4 separate regions of the Mus musculus genome follow, and all the other regions are linked to region 1. Evidence: chromatin contacts called from public HiChIP or PLAC-seq data. All regions are on one chromosome and are shown on one strand. Each heading gives the region's core, a stretch centred on a gene start, on an enhancer-like site or on the middle of the called end of the contact. The rest is flanking DNA. Distances are from core to core; before and after follow the strand shown. Region 1 overlaps Rgma (repulsive guidance molecule family member A). Region 2 has its middle 10 kb from the start of Gm30149. Region 3 overlaps Gm30075 (predicted gene, 30075). Region 4 overlaps Gm20083 (a long non-coding RNA gene).

Evidence for each region. HiChIP or PLAC-seq counts read pairs in DNA pulled down with a chosen protein or histone mark.
Region 2: an H3K27ac HiChIP or PLAC-seq map of epiblast stem cells shows a contact between it and region 1. The contact joins two enhancer-like sites. A contact is called at or near these places in 1 of 15 datasets of contacts at CTCF or cohesin (the NIH/3T3 cell line), 4 of 484 Hi-C or Micro-C datasets (embryonic fibroblasts, embryonic stem cells and proximal limb bud) and 15 of 115 datasets of contacts at active chromatin or transcription factors (embryonic limb bud, embryonic stem cells, epiblast stem cells and 5 more).
Region 3: a contact with region 1 is called in an H3K4me3 HiChIP or PLAC-seq map of embryonic forebrain, with 3 times the contacts expected there. The contact joins two enhancer-like sites. A contact is called at or near these places in 9 of 39 promoter capture datasets (the 3T3-L1 cell line, cranial neural crest, embryonic stem cells and 3 more), 1 of 484 Hi-C or Micro-C datasets (uterus) and 10 of 115 datasets of contacts at active chromatin or transcription factors (embryonic forebrain, embryonic hindbrain, embryonic midbrain and 3 more).
Region 4: an H3K4me3 HiChIP or PLAC-seq map of embryonic forebrain shows a contact between it and region 1, with 3 times the contacts expected there. The contact joins two enhancer-like sites. A contact is called at or near these places in 4 of 39 promoter capture datasets (cranial neural crest, embryonic stem cells and stem cell-derived epiblast-like cells), 1 of 15 datasets of contacts at CTCF or cohesin (the NIH/3T3 cell line), 4 of 484 Hi-C or Micro-C datasets (brown adipocytes, cerebral cortex, muscle stem cells and 1 more) and 18 of 115 datasets of contacts at active chromatin or transcription factors (the SCID.adh cell line, astrocytes, differentiating embryonic stem cells and 13 more).

What each region holds. Positions count from the first base shown.
Region 1 is chr7:73,398,277-73,401,960 of GRCm38.p6, reverse strand. All of the region lies in intron 2 of Rgma (repulsive guidance molecule family member A), which reads right to left. LOC115486533 (a long non-coding RNA gene) reads right to left here. Exons shown (of 2, transcript XR_003946803.1): 2 at 1-3,684. Among named protein-coding and RNA genes, the nearest start is that of A730056A06Rik, 24 kb to the right of the region's middle. Within about 2 kb of position 2,275, at least 133 of the 459 cell types and tissues checked have an H3K27ac peak or open chromatin away from gene starts, as enhancers often do. A contact at or near this core is called in cerebral cortex, embryonic basal ganglia, embryonic forebrain and 9 more, where this site is marked.
Region 2 is chr7:73,617,074-73,620,778 of GRCm38.p6, reverse strand. No RefSeq gene overlaps it. Among named protein-coding and RNA genes, the nearest start is that of Gm30149, 10 kb to the right of the region's middle. Within about 2 kb of position 2,153, at least 332 of the 459 cell types and tissues checked have an H3K27ac peak or open chromatin away from gene starts, as enhancers often do. A contact at or near this core is called in embryonic limb bud, epiblast stem cells, stem cell-derived anterior neural progenitor cells and 2 more, where this site is marked.
Region 3 is chr7:73,221,111-73,225,206 of GRCm38.p6, reverse strand. It overlaps Gm30075 (predicted gene, 30075), which reads left to right. Exons shown (of 5, transcript NR_166609.1): 3 at 875-1,003. Among named protein-coding and RNA genes, the nearest start is that of Gm30075, 15 kb to the left of the region's middle. Within about 2 kb of position 2,461, at least 55 of the 459 cell types and tissues checked have an H3K27ac peak or open chromatin away from gene starts, as enhancers often do. A contact at or near this core is called in embryonic forebrain and neural stem cells, where this site is marked.
Region 4 is chr7:73,188,920-73,193,036 of GRCm38.p6, reverse strand. Gm20083 (a long non-coding RNA gene) reads right to left here. Exons shown (of 3, transcript XR_882223.2): 3 at 605-4,117. Among named protein-coding and RNA genes, the nearest start is that of Gm20083, 7.1 kb to the right of the region's middle. Within about 2 kb of position 1,431, at least 59 of the 459 cell types and tissues checked have an H3K27ac peak or open chromatin away from gene starts, as enhancers often do. A contact at or near this core is called in cerebral cortex, embryonic basal ganglia, embryonic forebrain and 6 more, where this site is marked.

The DNA of each region.
Region 1 (3,684 bases), core at 1,026-3,525:
TCCTGGCTGTCCTGGAACTCACTCTGTAGACCAGGCTGGCCTCAAACTCAGAAATCCACCTGCCTCTGCCTCCCATGTGATGAGATTAAAGGCATGCGCCACCATTGCCCGGCTTTCCTATTTCTTTTTTAAAAAAATACTTTTTACATGTGTGTGTGTGTGTGTGTGTGTATTATGCAGGCATGGATGTGTGCACGTGTATATCCCATAGCACGTATGTGGAGGTTTGAGAACAGCCTGTAGGAATCGGTCTCCTACCACGTGGGTTGTGGGACTAACTCAGGTGGTTAGTATTGGTGGCAAGCCCCTTCACCCTTCTGAGCCATTCAGCAACCCTGTTTTTCTATTTCTAATCATTCTGGGGCTGAGGAACCTCCTGGGGTCCCCTTTGACTCTCACGACCTGGGACCTGGAGAATTACCTCATCTAAGTACAAAGGTGCCTCACGGATCTTGGCCCCCTTCACAAGCTCAGCCGAAGGCACTGTTTGTCTTGAACTATCATTAACCCTCCAATCTTCAGCTATAATCTTGAGAATGATATCTGGACCAAGAGAGTCCATAGGCCTGCAGAAACGGTGGCCCTGTCTGGACTCACCCACAGGAACCCCCTGAACATGTCCTAAAATCGCTAGGGCAGAAAGGGTGCTTCCTGTCCCGGATGCTTCCAGCTGCTTCTCGGGGAGTTCTTTCCGTGCCCTCCTGTAGAACCCCCCAGATCTAGGCTAAAATGTAATGGCCCCACCCCACTTTCGGTATCTGATATACACAGAGGTGCCCCAGGCTTCCTTCTCCGTGCTACCTTCTCTGGCAGCTGCTCCTCTGGGAGCCTTGAGTAACCTGGCCAGCTTCATTCAGGGCCTCAGGAAGGTGGCTACAGGACACATCTTTCCCGCATCGGTCCATCAATCTCCCATAAACAGGCCCTCCTCATCTTGATTCTGTCTTTCTCTCACTCAGTTCTTCTATTTCTAATCACTGTGGGGCTGAGGAAGCTTCTTGGGTCCCTGTTGACTCTCACACTACCCGGTGAATTGCACCTCTTGATAATCTTTGCTGATACCATCATGCAACATTCCAGAATTTGTAAGGCTAGCCCCGCCTAAGCATAGAGTGTGTTCCGAGAACAGCACTCACACTGAAAGCATCTTTTGAGACTTCAGATGTCATGCGTACACCGCGCCCCGCCCAACCCCACCTGTGTCCAACTCTGTCTGGTGGAACCCTGGGTCTCCCATGTATCCAGGGTTCAGGGAGCATGTATGCGCTCATAGCTGGCCACTCACATTTTAAAGGTAGAGCTCCACAGTGCCTCCCAATTGGATTGAGCCACATGGCTCAGGCTCAGATGTCATTACTTTTCGGTGGATGGCAACCCCTCTGGGAGGCAGAAAGTCAAAGCAGGATCTCAGAATACTAAATGGACCCGCATGATAAGGAAAAAAAAATCTGCTCTGCTAGTACAGCAACAGATCCGTTTGTTCTCAAGTCCTCCTTTGAGCTGTTAATCAAGCCCAATCTTTCGGAATAATAGCCTGCTTATTACCACCCTGTTTGCATGACAAAGCATCCCAATAAAACTTATTTTGCCGGGGCCCAGAGGGGGTGTGAAGGATCAACCATGAGAAAGGAGTCTTAGGAATTCCTCGAGGCACTCCGGGGCCAGAGCCTAGGAATAAAGACAATGTAATTTGCCACCAAGAAAAGCCCAATAGACCAATAAATTACCCGCGTGCAAAGGGATTAGATCAGGTTTCAGAGGCCTAGGGGAGGGGCAGGGTACTACGGGAGGGAGACAGCCTTGCCTTCTCTTAAAGAGGTAAGTATCCCTTGGAACATAAGCTCCAGGGTCAAGACGTTTCCAACTCTGCCTGCACAGCGACTGTCTGAACTGATTTACTTGCTCGGAGATCTGGCTCCTGATGTGCGCTGGGAACTGTGATGGACGCCGTTCTCGGAACACACTCTGTGCTTAGGTGGGGCTGGCCTTAACGAATTCTGGAATGTTTCATCTAAGTCTGGATGGAGGCATGGCCTTATCAGTGAAGACTCTCAAGAGGCAGCTATTGCCCAACTTCAAATCACTGCCCTTTGCCGGTGCAACAGGAATCGTCCCGTCCCCCTCCCAGCCCCCACGCCCGCTAATCGGCTGGCATCCTGATAGATTCTGCCACCAGGGGGCACTAGATGAAAAAGGAAAGGTGTCCCTGGAGTCGCCACTGCTGGCGTTCCCACCACCCTTCTGCTCTCCTCCGGCCTCTAGCTTCTTTGCATGTGAGTGGCTCTGAGGTACTGTAAGCTCAGCAAGCTCTTTCTGTTCCCTTTGTCACTTGGCACTCTGAAGTGTAAGCGGTGTCCTGCTGTGTGCCTCGGCCTTTTGGAACCTTACGGTTCCCAAGCTTAGCTCCCTCGGTGGAACCGCCCTTGGGAGGGGGAGGGGAGTTCACCTTCCTGGCAAGCCTAGGAATGAAGCACCTGCAAGATGACCTCAGCCAGTGACGAGCTCCGAAAGAAAGCCCCAGCGGCAGGCAGCCCCAGCACCGGTGCTCTATCTTAGTGAACAGTAGGACTTAAGAGGCAATAGCTTCAGTTAGGACACAGGCGGGTGGAAGGAATCTTCTATAAGTCTGCCTGCCTCGGGGAGGGGCCAACCCTGAAGTCTGAAGTCTCCGTGTCCCTTTCCTCACTGTCCACCTAGTGCGGGAAGCAGACCTTAGATAGGATTCTGGAAACGGGTCGCATCAGCATCCTGAAGGAGGTAGGGGAAGGGCACTAAGTAGGGGTCTCCTGCTTATTCTAGTCCCACAGTAATGAATCTTGGTGGGCGTGGGGATGGAGTGGGGGTGTTACGGGACAAGGACAGATGCCCGAGGCTCCCTGTTGGCGCCGCTCCTGCAAGAATTTCACTCAATCATCCTGGCGTAAACACCCAGGTGTTTGGCCCCAGATCCTGAGAGGGACACACCCAGCAGACTGGATTTTTTCCCAGGTGCTGCGTAGCCTGCCTCACTTAATCTATCACTGCAGATCCTAGAAGGGATCACCGCTCCTGGGTGACATTCCAGGGCCAGGCAGCCTAAGGGCCCCAGAACCGCCACTTTATGGCAATGTGTTTCCCACCCGTTAGCTCTACTGGGAATTGTACGTGCTTCCTTCCGAGTCTGGTCAGGGGGACAAGGCTGAGAGCAAAAGGGAGCTTTGGGGAAAACCTCAGGTGACCCAGGAAGAGAAGGCAAAATTGTTGGGGGGCCGGGCCCTGGAGGGTGAACTCACTGCCTACCCAGCGTGGACAGAAGTGGCTAAGTGCCACTCCTAGAGCCGGGGGCAGGACAGTACTGCCTCCTCCGTCACACCCTGCCAAGGCTGCCCTGCCTCAGCCTCCACACATGCCAAGTTGTTGCAAGCACCCTTGATGACTGACTGCCAAGGAGAAGGGCACACCTCAGCTTTCCAAACAGGCCACCCTCCCCAGCTCCCACAGGAGCCGTGGAGAAACAGCGCTTGAGCAAGAAGGGTGGGCGTGGAAAGCCCTGACTCCGCCCTATAGTGGGAGGGCATAGGCTGCCTATCAACCGAAGGCTGAGAGCACGCCTGGGTAACGGGCCCATAGGGGGTCAAGCAAAGGGACAAGGTCCTCACCCCAGGAACATCCTGCTTTGGGGGAGAAATAAAACAGCCCTGGGCA
Region 2 (3,705 bases), core at 904-3,403, 220 kb before region 1:
GTGAGGCAAGTATTTAAACTTCTGAAGCCATGAGAGGTTAAGTAACATAGTCAAAATCACACGGCTTGCATTGCTTTCAAACTCCTCGTGAAGAGTGGCAAAATAGAGCCGGGCATCGGTGAGGTGAGTTCGAGACTAGCCTGATCTGCATAGTGAGTTCGAGGATGGCCAGGGCTATAGGGCTACACAGACGGGAAAAAAAAAAAAAAAAAAAAAAAAAAAAGGAAAAGAGAAAGAGAAAGAGAAAAAGCAAGAAAACAGATGTGGTGGCACATGCCTATATTCCACACTTAGCAGCTTGGGGGCCAAGAGGCTGCCAGTCTGGATGCCACCCGCAGCTTGTCTCTGTCAGCAACAGTATTAACAAATTTATTTTCTAAATTGGGCATGGTGGCTCACGCCTGTAACTCAAGCACTTTTGAGGGTGAGGCATGGGAGCTACCTAGAGACTAAGGCCAGGCCTGAGTTCCAGGCCAGTCTGTATTACAGAGTAAGACCCTGTCTAAAACACAAAAACCAACAAAACAAAGGCTAGGTGAGGTAACACAGGCCCATGATCCCAGCATTTAGGAGGTAGAGACAAGCAGGGTCGGGCTCTTCGACTACTATAGAGTTGAAACTTGTGGCCAGCCTGACACAGGGTGGCAGAGAGCAAAGTGTTATCATTAAAAGCTTTGGGTTCATTTTCTTTTATTTTATCATACAATGTGCTATTACAACTAGCACAGTTAGGGGAGGTTTGTTCAGAAGTCTAAATGTTTAAATAAATCTTATTATTGTTGGAAATACAAGTCTATTGAACATTTTATGTTTAAAGTAGATTTTTGTTTTCTTTTTTCTTTTTTTTTTTTTTTTTTTTTTTTTTTGGTTTTTCAAGACAGGGTTTCTCTGTATAGCCCTGGCTGTCCTGGAACTCACTCTGTAGACCAGGCTGGCCTCAAACTCAGAAATCCGCCTGCCTCTGCCTCCCAAGTGCTGGGATTAAAGGCATGCGCCACCACCGCCCAGCTTTTCGAGACAGGGTTTCTCTGTGTAGCCTGGGCTGTCCTGGAACTCACTTTGTAGACCATGCTGGCCTGGAACTCAGAAATCCGCCTGCCTCTGCCTCCTGAGAGCTGGGATTAAAGGCGTGCGCCACCACGCCCGGCTAAAGTAGATTTTTATATTATAGTCAACAGAATGCAGGGAATCTGGAGCCATTTGGATTGGATTCTAGTTTTAACTCTAACACCGTTCTGAATATAACTCCTTATTTTCTTTGGAATAAATGCTGAAATAGTTCAAGTTGGAAAGTTACACTTACCCAAAAAAAAAAAACAAAAACAAAAACAAAAACAAAACAAACCTTTCCCGTCCGCCCTGGCAACCTACCTCCTTTATTGGAGGTGAACCATGTTGAAACTTGGTTGCCTTTGCTTCGTTTTTATGTATATACCGTACAAGCGAATGCGTGTACAATTTGGATTGTTTCAAAAACTCTAGCACGGTCCATGGAAATGGGAACCAGCTTCCTCTCTGACAAAGCAGTGAGCCAGGGAGAGTACAAGGCGAAAAGTACATGAATTGCCCATATTAAAGTCTGGCTCGGGCGTTAGCACCCCCACCCCAAGGCATCGTCATTATTAGAAGGGCTGCCAGGTACATAAAGGGTCTTCAGTAAGTCTCAAAATGCCCTTGGAGCGTGTTAAACGTCTGTCAGGTCTCCTTCACTCCAAAGCTTTCAGTTTAGGTGAGTGTGGGGAGACCTCCAAGGAGGTCCCTGAAGATGCTGACCAAGAGAACCTCACAGTAAAGCATCCGCTGCCCTAGATTCCGATGCAGGCTCCTCGTCCCGCGCCTTAGTGGTCTGTGACCCCGGGTGTGACCACTGTGATCCTGGGAGCCACCTAGGATGTCTAAGTAAGAGACCGCACGGGCCCCGCCCACAGCACACACCCGAGAAATGCTAGTCTGGAATGAAACGCTAACGAGAAATCCACATAGAAAGCAGAATACCCAGGACAGGCTGCGGTGGGCAGACGGGCGGCACGAGTAAAGTTTTTACACCAAGCGCCCGTCTCTGCCGCAGCGACCTTCTGATCACTCCGGAAGAGAGGCGTTCCCACGCCTGACGCGGGTCATCCTCCCCCTCGCAACCCGCGCACCCTCGGGATGGCGGCGGATGACGACGGCGGCGGCAGAGTGTGGACGTGCCTCGCGCCGCGCAGCAAATGGCGGAGGAGGCAAGGCGTGGCCCGCTGCGCCGCGTCCGGCCACCAGGGGGCAGCCGCGCGTCTGAGTCCCGCAACCGGCTGGAACCGGTCTGGCCGGAAGTTGGGCTGGGGCCTTCTCTTCCGCAGCCGCGCGCCACGTGGCCGGGATGGGGTGGGGTGGGGTGGGGATGGGGCGAGGAGGAGGAGGAGGAGGAATGCACGAAAACAACAAGATGGCGCCGCGGGGGATGGGCGCCTTGCCTGCGCCCTCGGAACCCGGAGCGTCCCGAAGGGCGGAGTGGAAGGGCCGGTCGGGGCCCAGCCTGCGGGGCGTAGCCGGCTTCCGCCAGCTTGGGAGGCCGCTTGGACAGGCCCAGGGTGCGGTCGCCAGCGCGCCCATCACGAGACCCCTGGCCGGGATCCAGGACTCCCTTTGGGCCTTCGCGGCGCCTTTCCTTAATTTGCTTTGTCCGCTTTGCATTTGTCCTCTGAGCGTTGTCGACCTCCTAGGGGAGCGATTAGATCAGGGCGAGGCCAACAGCGAGCAAGAGCAGGAAAAATGCTGACCGTGGACCCCGCCGGGGTCAGCAATGGTAGAGATGGAACCTGCTGGGAGGTGGACCACACCCCACCCCTATCCACCCCGGGGCGCTTCGGGACCTCCTCACTGTAGGGGCGGCCAGTGTGGCAGAATCCAAGCTTGTCTGTTTGGCTTTTGTGAAAAAAAGCAAAAAAAAAAAAAAAAAAAAGAAAAGAAAGAAAGGGAAATCTGGTTTTGTATGTATTAAAACGTAGGAAATTAGGCATAATTGTCTAGTATCCTGGAATTGCTGCGAAAGCCTGAAGCCTCCCCTTCCTGCCCAAATCCGTGTAACTCTACTTGCCCCACCCCGTAGACATTCCTGACCGGTGGAATTTATTTTAGATGGGCCTGAGGATCGCAGATGTGAGGTTTTGTTGGGTTTTATATCTTTTTAAATAAGTTAACACACGTTACTCTGAATGTGATGGTATATTTAGAATAAGACATTTGTCGCCTTGGGATTTGAAAGCCTTTTAGAATAGGTTTCAAATTCTTTCCCATATTTGCGATTTATGAGGCCTTTGGCCTATCTCAAAATAATAAGACCCCTCCCCTCTAAATAGCACCTGGCTCCCAAGGACCTTAGAAGTTTAATTAATAAATATTTTGGATAAAATGCGGAACTATTACGGTGTTAGTTGGGAGGGAGGGAGGAGAGTAGCTTAAGACAAATCTCCAAGCTCGTGATCAAAACAGCATCGATATTAAGTGGTAAACTACAAGTGAGACAGTGACATCAATGACTGGGGGGTGGGCGGAGCCCAAGCTTAAATGTGCATTTTTGACGAAGGGATTTGGGGACCTACTTCACCCCACTCCTTAGGTTTTGTGTTCTTGTGAATTGTATTGGCAGGCATTCCCGAAAGCACTTGAGCCCTCTGAGGAACCAAAACACTGCGTAACGACTCCCAGTCACCATTAGTGCCAGGG
Region 3 (4,096 bases), core at 1,212-3,711, 180 kb after region 1:
GCACTCTGCATAGCTGTACCCTTTTCAGAAGTCGTCCCCCCCACCCCACTGCACAGCTACTCACAGACCTCAATTGCTGAACAGGCCGGTTTCTCCAGCCTTAACTCAAAGGCGTGGCCCCCCCCTCCCCCCCCCCCCCCCGTCTCCCTTCTTCTGACAGCTGCTAAGATTTATGGCTTGTCTGTGTTTTTGTTTTTCTCTTAAAGTTTAGTAATATTGCCCTGGTGCTTGCTTCTAAGTCTATTTCTAAACCCTCGTATTGATACACAGACGTATGAAGGGAAACCCCAGTTTCCCTGGTAGCATTTTCCCTTAAATTCCAACCCTACCCACTTCCTGCCCATTGGAGCAAGGAGGTAGATGTACGTAATTAGTATAACGGAAGTTATATGTTGTTACACTGAGGGTCACCACACAAGGTTCACACTTTAAATTCTTAACTATAGTCCTAAACCTGTCTCTCCAAGGCTGCTCACCTGTGCAACATAACTTAGCTGAAGGTCTGGTCCAGTCTCTAACAGAAGTCTCTGATCCAAGGGTCAGGATCCTGGGAGAAACTCTCGAGCTGCAGGGAAGATCAAAGTGGAGTCTCTCCAGATGTGGAGAGCTAAGCATTTCTTTGATAAACTTAGAAGAGTCTCTCTGTCTTTTATTTACTTCTAAGAGGTTCAGTGGGTGTCATGGGGTTCTAGGACCGTGTCTGGTTATTTGGAATGAGTGATCGAGTGATGTCACTGAGTTCTGGTTATCATATGCAGCCTTGGGTGTAGTGGGATTCCTGACTAAGCTATTCTTATGTGTCTAAAAGCCTTTTTTACCCTATGCTCATTACACTGCTCCAGCCTGAGTGGTATTCATCCCTTGTCTTCTTCAGAGCACCCTTCATCTGGGTCCCCAGCAATCTGTCCTGTTCTACTGTGGGTGGAGAATAGCACCGTGCTGGGTGGCTGTGTGACACATGGAGCCACATGGCTAGGTCTTGCACAACAGAAGAGGAAGCAGGGTAAGGAGATAAGATGCTCTTTATACCATAGAAAAGGGACTCGGGTTCTAGGCCTGTGGCGTGGTTAGCTCAACTTGACAGCCTAGAATCAAATGGGAAGAGAGTCTTAATGAGGGACCGTCTAGATCAGGTTGTGGGCTTGTCTGTGGGAGATTGTATTGATTACATTAATTGATGTAATTGATTAATTGTTGTAATCATGAGCTAGGGAAGACCTGGCTCATGGTGGGGGGCACTGATCCTGGACAATTTAACAGAGAGAGTGATCTGAGTGTGGACAAGCACGCATATGTGTATCTCTCTCTGCCCTGGGCTATGCATATGAAGTGACTGGCTGTTTTAAGTTCCCCCTGCCCAGACATAACACTCTGCTATGGTGGACTGTATATATCCTGGGATTGTGAGGTAAAAAAATACTTTCCCCCTTAAGCTGCCTTTTGTTAGGGTATTTTATCACAACAGAAATGAAATTAGAACAGCCTACATCAGAATTCTAATAATCTATAGAATAGTATTCACTCACTATTATCTCCTTTCTGTCTGTCTGTCTGTCTGTCTCCCCATACACCCCACACCTGCACAGGGTTTCTCTGTGTAGCCCTGGCTGTCATGGGACTCACAGAAGTCTGCCTGTCTCTAACTCCTGAGTTCTGGGATTAAAGGCATCCTTTCTTAAGAGTTGGTCCCAGTGGACTTCACCTGGGATCTTAGCTTCCCACTACATCTTCCTGGACCTCTATTTTCTCATCTGCAAATTGGGTTGTACTGGTGAATCTAGAGGCAAACTGAGGAGGAAATCCACAGGGTGGTTCCCTGAGAGCTGTCATTCCACAGGGGAGGACTAGGTGTCAGGACTGGGTGGAGAGAGAAGCTTTGCTCTGCCCACCCTAAGCTGAGGGGTCAGCCTCCAGTACCCTGGTTCAGTACTACTCTGGGCTTCTTCCCAACGCTCTTTCTTAGGTTTGAGACTGCATGGTTTTGTTTTCCAAATCTGAGTTCCTTTCATTCTTCCTCTCCAATGGGATTAAAAGGAATCACTTCCAGGGCCTTCCCAAGGAAGACAAAGCTCAAGGTTTGGTCCGGGAGGTTCAGTTCTTTTAGAAACATTTTTTCTTTTCTGTCTGCCTCCACCCATTCCTGCCCAAGTGCACATTGTTCTTAAATGTCACAAGTGTGTGTGTGTGTGTGTGTGTGTGTGTGTGTGTGTGTGAGAGAGAGAGAGAGAGAGAGAGAGAGAGAGAGAGAGAGAGAGAGAGGGAGAGAGAGAGATCCCTTTTGCTTCTGAATGCCACAGTCTGCTGAAGGGAAACAGCAAGAACAAATAGCTGAATTAAAGGCATGCTGATTTTTTTTCTTTTTTTGTCTTCCTGGCTTTATTTAGGTTTCCAGTCTGGGCCTCTCTTCACACTCTGGTCTCCCTCCAGTCTCCCTCCCCAGGCTGGCATTGAAATGTCAAATACAGCAGTTTGCAGCTGAAAGGGGGTCCCTGGTGGGAACAGAATGCCCTTCTAACCCGTGGGCCTGGGCTGTTCCTTCCATGCGCCTCTCTTTGCTTTTCTCTTTCTTGTGGGCTGCCTTTCACCCACAGAGGTTGTTTGAGGTGGAGGATGGGGAGCAGGAGAAAGGCTTTGCACCTGGGAGCGAGAAGGAGGTGGTCCTCACACCCTTGGCTTCTCCTTTCTTAGTTTCTCCAGCCTCCAGCAGAAACTGAGAGAGATGATTCCCTGGGGTCTTTGTACTCTCTCTCTCCCAACCCCAGAAACTCTGGATATCCAGAATGGCCTCAGTGTTTAGCCAGTCCCTGCCCCGACAGGGCTTCTCTGTGCAGGCTGGTGTCAGTTAGGAGGAAGTAGAAGGACCCTGGGTTATTAGGAATATGTAAGGTAGTGGGATATTTTGCAATACCCAGAGTTGCTAAGGGGGTGGAAAACAGATGTCTTCTTAAGTTTCTGGCTCTTTGATTAGATAGATTGACACCCTTAGAAAAAGTGCAAGTGTCCCTAGCTAGGTGGCACATGCCTTTAATTCCAGCGCTAGAGCAAGCGGTATAGAAGCAAGTGGATCTTTGGGTTTAAAGCCAGGCTGATCTGTCTACATAACGAGTTCCAAGACAGCCAAAGCTGTGTAGAGACACCCTGTCTCAGGGGGGAAAAGAAAAAGAAAAAAAAACCCAAAACCAAAATGACCCCCAACATGGAAATATCCAACTCAGCAATCCTGCTTATATAGCTATTTCTTCCTAAGAAAATAATTGCTCAAGTGTGTGAAGAGTTCTGCCCAAGGCTGTTTGTCCCAGTTGATGTTTGCAATATGGCTTGATTACAAGTATCCCAGTTCTCAGTGGAGAATTTAAACAGTATGATGGTGTAATGTCGGGTGAAGTAGTATGTAGTCATTGAAAACTGTAATGTAAAGCTGGAGAAGGGTCAGTGGTTAAGAGTATTGGCTGTTCTACCACAGGACTTGAGTACAATCCCACAACCCGTGTGGTGACTCACAACCATTTATAACGGTCATTCCAGGGATCTGCTCTCCTTTTCTGGCCTTCGCAGGCACCAGCATGGGGCTGCTGTACAGACATAGATGCAGGCAAAATATCTGTGTTTCAACTGGGGCAAATAGCCCTGGGCAGAACTCTGCACACACTTGAATATTTTCTTAGGAAGAAATATCTGTACAAGTAGGATTGCTGTGTTGGGCATTCCACTTTTGTGTGTGTGTGTGTGTGTGTGTGTGTGTGTGTGTGTGTGTGTGTGTGTGTTGGTTTTTGTACATGTAACACAAAAAGTATTCTAAAAAGAAAAGGGTAATGCGGCATTGTATCTGTGAATGGGGGAAGATATGCATGCAATAGCTAGGGAAACACCAGCTTATATAAGAAACCTTTCTTAAAATAGAAATTATATTTGAATAAAAAATGTCCATTGTGAGTCTGGGTGGTAGAATTCTGATTAATGGTGACTGACTGTAGGCTCCGATGCCAACAACCAGCCTTTGAGGCTTGGTAGTCTACAGACTGGTTTCTCACAACCAAAGAGAGAGAAAGTGGGAAAAGTCATGTCTCTTTGTGCTTCGTCTTCAGCTGGGGAGAGT
Region 4 (4,117 bases), core at 182-2,681, 210 kb after region 1:
TTAATCAAGTATCCATTTCCTTAGACAAATCACATGCCCCTCTTGGCCTCTCTCGCTGTGTGTTCATGAGTGCGCACGTTCATACATTTGTGTGTCAAAAAAGGTCTAAGTCATCATCAAGGTTTTCTCCGACACTAAAGATAGAAACATGATTTTTCGGGCAACATTTTCCCCGCTCATGCTTTTTCCTTTTTTTCTTGCTCTGTTTCCTTTTCACAGAATCTGTGTGTCATCTTCTCCCTCACACTCTCTAGACAGTTGTCTGTTTGTCTGTCTGCCTGTCTATTTGCAGTGGAGATCTGAGTTTGTAGAATGACTTCTCTAAATCCCAATATCCTGCTTGATGAACTCTCTCCTTTACCTCGTCCTCTAAATTTGACTCGACATCTCTAAAGATGCTCTGCTTCAAAGGTCATAGAGTACTGGTGTTTAAAAACATCCCAGGGGGGTGGGTGGGGGAAAAGAAAACAATCAAAATATCTAGGAGAGGAAAATAAGCTAGCAACATGTGAAGGATATACCATTTCTTTGTGTTGACTTGTAAACCTATGTGCTTCAGCTATCTGGTGAAGAGAGTCTTTTCAAGTTTCTTTTCCTTTTCCTCTCTCTCTCTCTCTCTCTCTCTCTCTCTCTCTCTCTCTCTCTCTCTCCCTCTCTCTAGAGGCAAGTGTAATGTTTTTATGCCCTTCCTTTCTTTCTAGGACAAAAAAATTAAGAGGAACTCATTTTTATTGAGATTAATGCAATCTCTTCTCCTCTTATTGGCAACATGAGGTTTCAGCAGATCTCCGATCTCATGCTGAATGAAAAGTATGGCCCAACAATGGAGGCAGAGGCTGGGGGCTTGAACCCAATTTGGATTAGCATGCACAGCAGCAGGCGTTCTGAAGTGAATGGCAACCAGTGTTTGGAGCTGACCAGTGTTTGGTGCTTAGCGTCAGCCCCTGAGGACTGAGGCTATTGTTCTGCTCTGATCCCAGGAGGCTGAGCCTCACAATCAGATGCTCAAAGGTGACAGGCCTGCATCAAGCTGTCAGCCAGGTGGCAGCGACAAGCTACCAGGCAAAAGTCAGGGCAGACACTGAGCTGGGAATCTTAGGGAGAACTGAATTATTAAGCTCTGTATCCTCCGCAAGTCTCAATTTCTCCTAAAAGCTTGCACAAATCATGTTTGTGTCTCAATGCCTTACCAGCCTAGAGAACAGTGGGACGACACATTTATGCATCTGCTGGCTTCTTTTTGGGTAATCGCTGAACCTTAGCACTTTCTGTTTCCTGTCCCTCCTCATCAGTCTCCCTAACATTTTTTAAGGGTAATTGACACATGTGCTCACACTCATGTTTTCCTACTTCCACCCCAGCATCTTACTTTGCTACTTAGGTGGGCAGTCCTATCGACTCCTAGCGCTCCCTGGAATTTCTATGCAAATAGCTGCATGGTCTCCAATGCTCTATTTCCAGTGGGTTCAACGTGGTGTGGGGCTGTAGGAGACAGTGAGCCATGCTCAGTTTCCCTGGGTTTCCCATCTTTCTCAGAGACACTGTGATCGCCTTACCTCACCTTCAGTTGAACAAAAGTCTGAGTGCATATGTTAACATTCGAAGTTGCTAGGCAAAGGCCAGCATGATGGCCCAGTGGGTAAAGGTGCTTGTTGTACAAGCCTGATGAACTAGACTTTATCCTTGTAAAGGTAGACAGAGAGAATCAACTCGGCAAAGTTGTCCTCTAATCTCCACATGTGTATCACGTGTATCCTGACATGTGTACTCTCAACACACACACACACACACACACACACACACACACACACAAACATATTTTCTAGGTAATTCCTGGACCTAACCTACACCCCCCACTTGCCCAGAGCCCTCATCCATCTCACTCACTGGTCTGTATTTCCAGTGGGTTCAATGTGATATGGGGCTCTAGGAAACAGTGAGCCATGCAGTTGTGAATCACAGGGCTCATGAGAAAGCTTCTGTGAATGACATGAAACATGATTCAATAATGGGAGGAGCCTGTGACTGGTGATTGAGTTGTATGCCTGGCGATTAAGCACTTGCTGTATGACTAGTGATTGAGCTCTTGCTGTATACGAAGCCCTGGACTGTGCTGAGCGTTTTGTGCCTTGTGTTGGGGAATCCAGGAATGAACCTATTTTGAGACAGGAAGCCTTAAAGAAGAGAACAAGCATACGTGTGAAAGTTCCAGAAACAAGAGGCACATCCAGGCAGGACTAGTATCTTAGGTAGCTCTGTGCTTGCCAGGAACTTCACCCAGAGACCAGAATATGACAGCTCTTCAGCATGTCCAATCCTTGCTATAACTTGATGTTACTTTCTCAAGCTGTTGTTCCCAACTGTCACAGAGGTTAACAGGAGCCAGGGCCAAATCCTAAGAGAAGACTGACAAAGCATAGGAGAGAGAGCCCAGGTAGATGTTCCCAACACACTCTCGTGATACTGGACAGTGGCCTCTGCTGCTCCCACATAGCTCATGGCCACAAAGGGAAATTAAAACTGCTCTAAGCAGGGCTGTTCATGAGTTGTGATGCTCAATAGCTTGGGTGGGTTACATGCATTTAACCTGTGATACTTGCAGTGTGATTTATCAGCATGTAACCATTGCAAGTTGAAAAAAATTTGTGCTGCCAGTTCCCAAAAGAAGGACAAGAAGGACTATCTGTGGGCTGGGGTTTCAGATTGAGACTTTGAAGGGAGAGAGAGAGAGAGAGAGAGAGAGAGAGAGAGAGTGAGTCTATTAGGTAGAGAGGAGGAAGATGGAAGCCAGCATCTCACGAAAGATGGGAGTCCTGATGTCAGGATTATTTAGGATAAAGTATAAATCATATGAGTATTATTCACATGTATCAACGTTACAATGATTATTCAAATGGAGGTGAGAATTTCTGCCTCCTGAGGACATTGTGAGTGTTCTAGGGCAGAGAAGATGGTAACGATATAGACTTCTCAGTCCTTGCTGCTTTGTTTAAGGTGCCTCAAAGTTCTTCTCCCCATTTTTTCTTCCTTCTTAAGGTCTTAAGGGAGACCTTAAGATAGTAGGTTCTATACATGTGGGTCCCAACCGTTTTGGGGATCCCAACGACCCTTTCATGGGGTTCACATATCATATATTCTTCATACGATCTATCACAGTAGCAAGATTATTATTGTGAAGTAGCAACAGCATAATGTTATGGTTTGAGGGTCACCACAACATAAAAATCTACATCAAATGGTTTTAGCATCAGGATGGTTGAGAACTACTGTTGTAGGACACTGTTTAACCTCACATCTGGTGAGAACAGGTTGACTCTGTATAGAATACCAGACCCTCCTTGGCTGAGACCAAGGAGCACAAGACCTTGGCTCTAGATGCTCTGCCAACTCCATTTCCTAGCTCTTTTCTACAATAACCCAAAGCTGATTCTGTCACTTTTATAGTAGTCCCTGCCATTTTGGGTATCAATGCCTCTGTGTCATAGAACATGGTTATGGTGGTCATTAGCTGTGGCAATGTATGAAAGTTCTGACGACTATCTGGCATGAGGCATTCTTGGCATTAAACATAAATTATAAAGTCTCCACAATTTTGCTTGTTTTTTTTTTAATTTTTAAAAAAATTTGGCTTTAACAAATTAAATTTAGTCATATATATGCCCGTGTGTGGAGGTTCAAGGACAACTTGTGAGAGCTGTCCTTGGCTTCGTTGATGACTGCTCTGGCTGATGAGATGGAATCCTCACCATTTGATGAAGATCTGCTCCTGACTTTGGTCTTTGCTCGTCCATAGAGTGCTAGTGTGTCTCTAAGTTCCTGCAGGCAGGCAGAGGCTGGGCAGACCTGCTTCAATAAAAACTGTAGGGAATGATTGACAAGTCAGTTCGTTCCTTCCTTTGGGGTTTCTTTTGTGTCTTTATGGCTCAGGGCTGAGTGTGGGCTGGTCATCACCAGTACCCACAGGGTCTCCCAGCCAGGCATAGAGCTCCCCCTCCTCATTTAGGTGGAGCCACGCCCTGCTTCTTCCCTGACATCTGTGTCTTCCTCTGGCTGACTTGCATAGGCAGCTCACTTACTCTACTCAACTGGGTACTGGGTACTTAGCTGAGAACTGAGC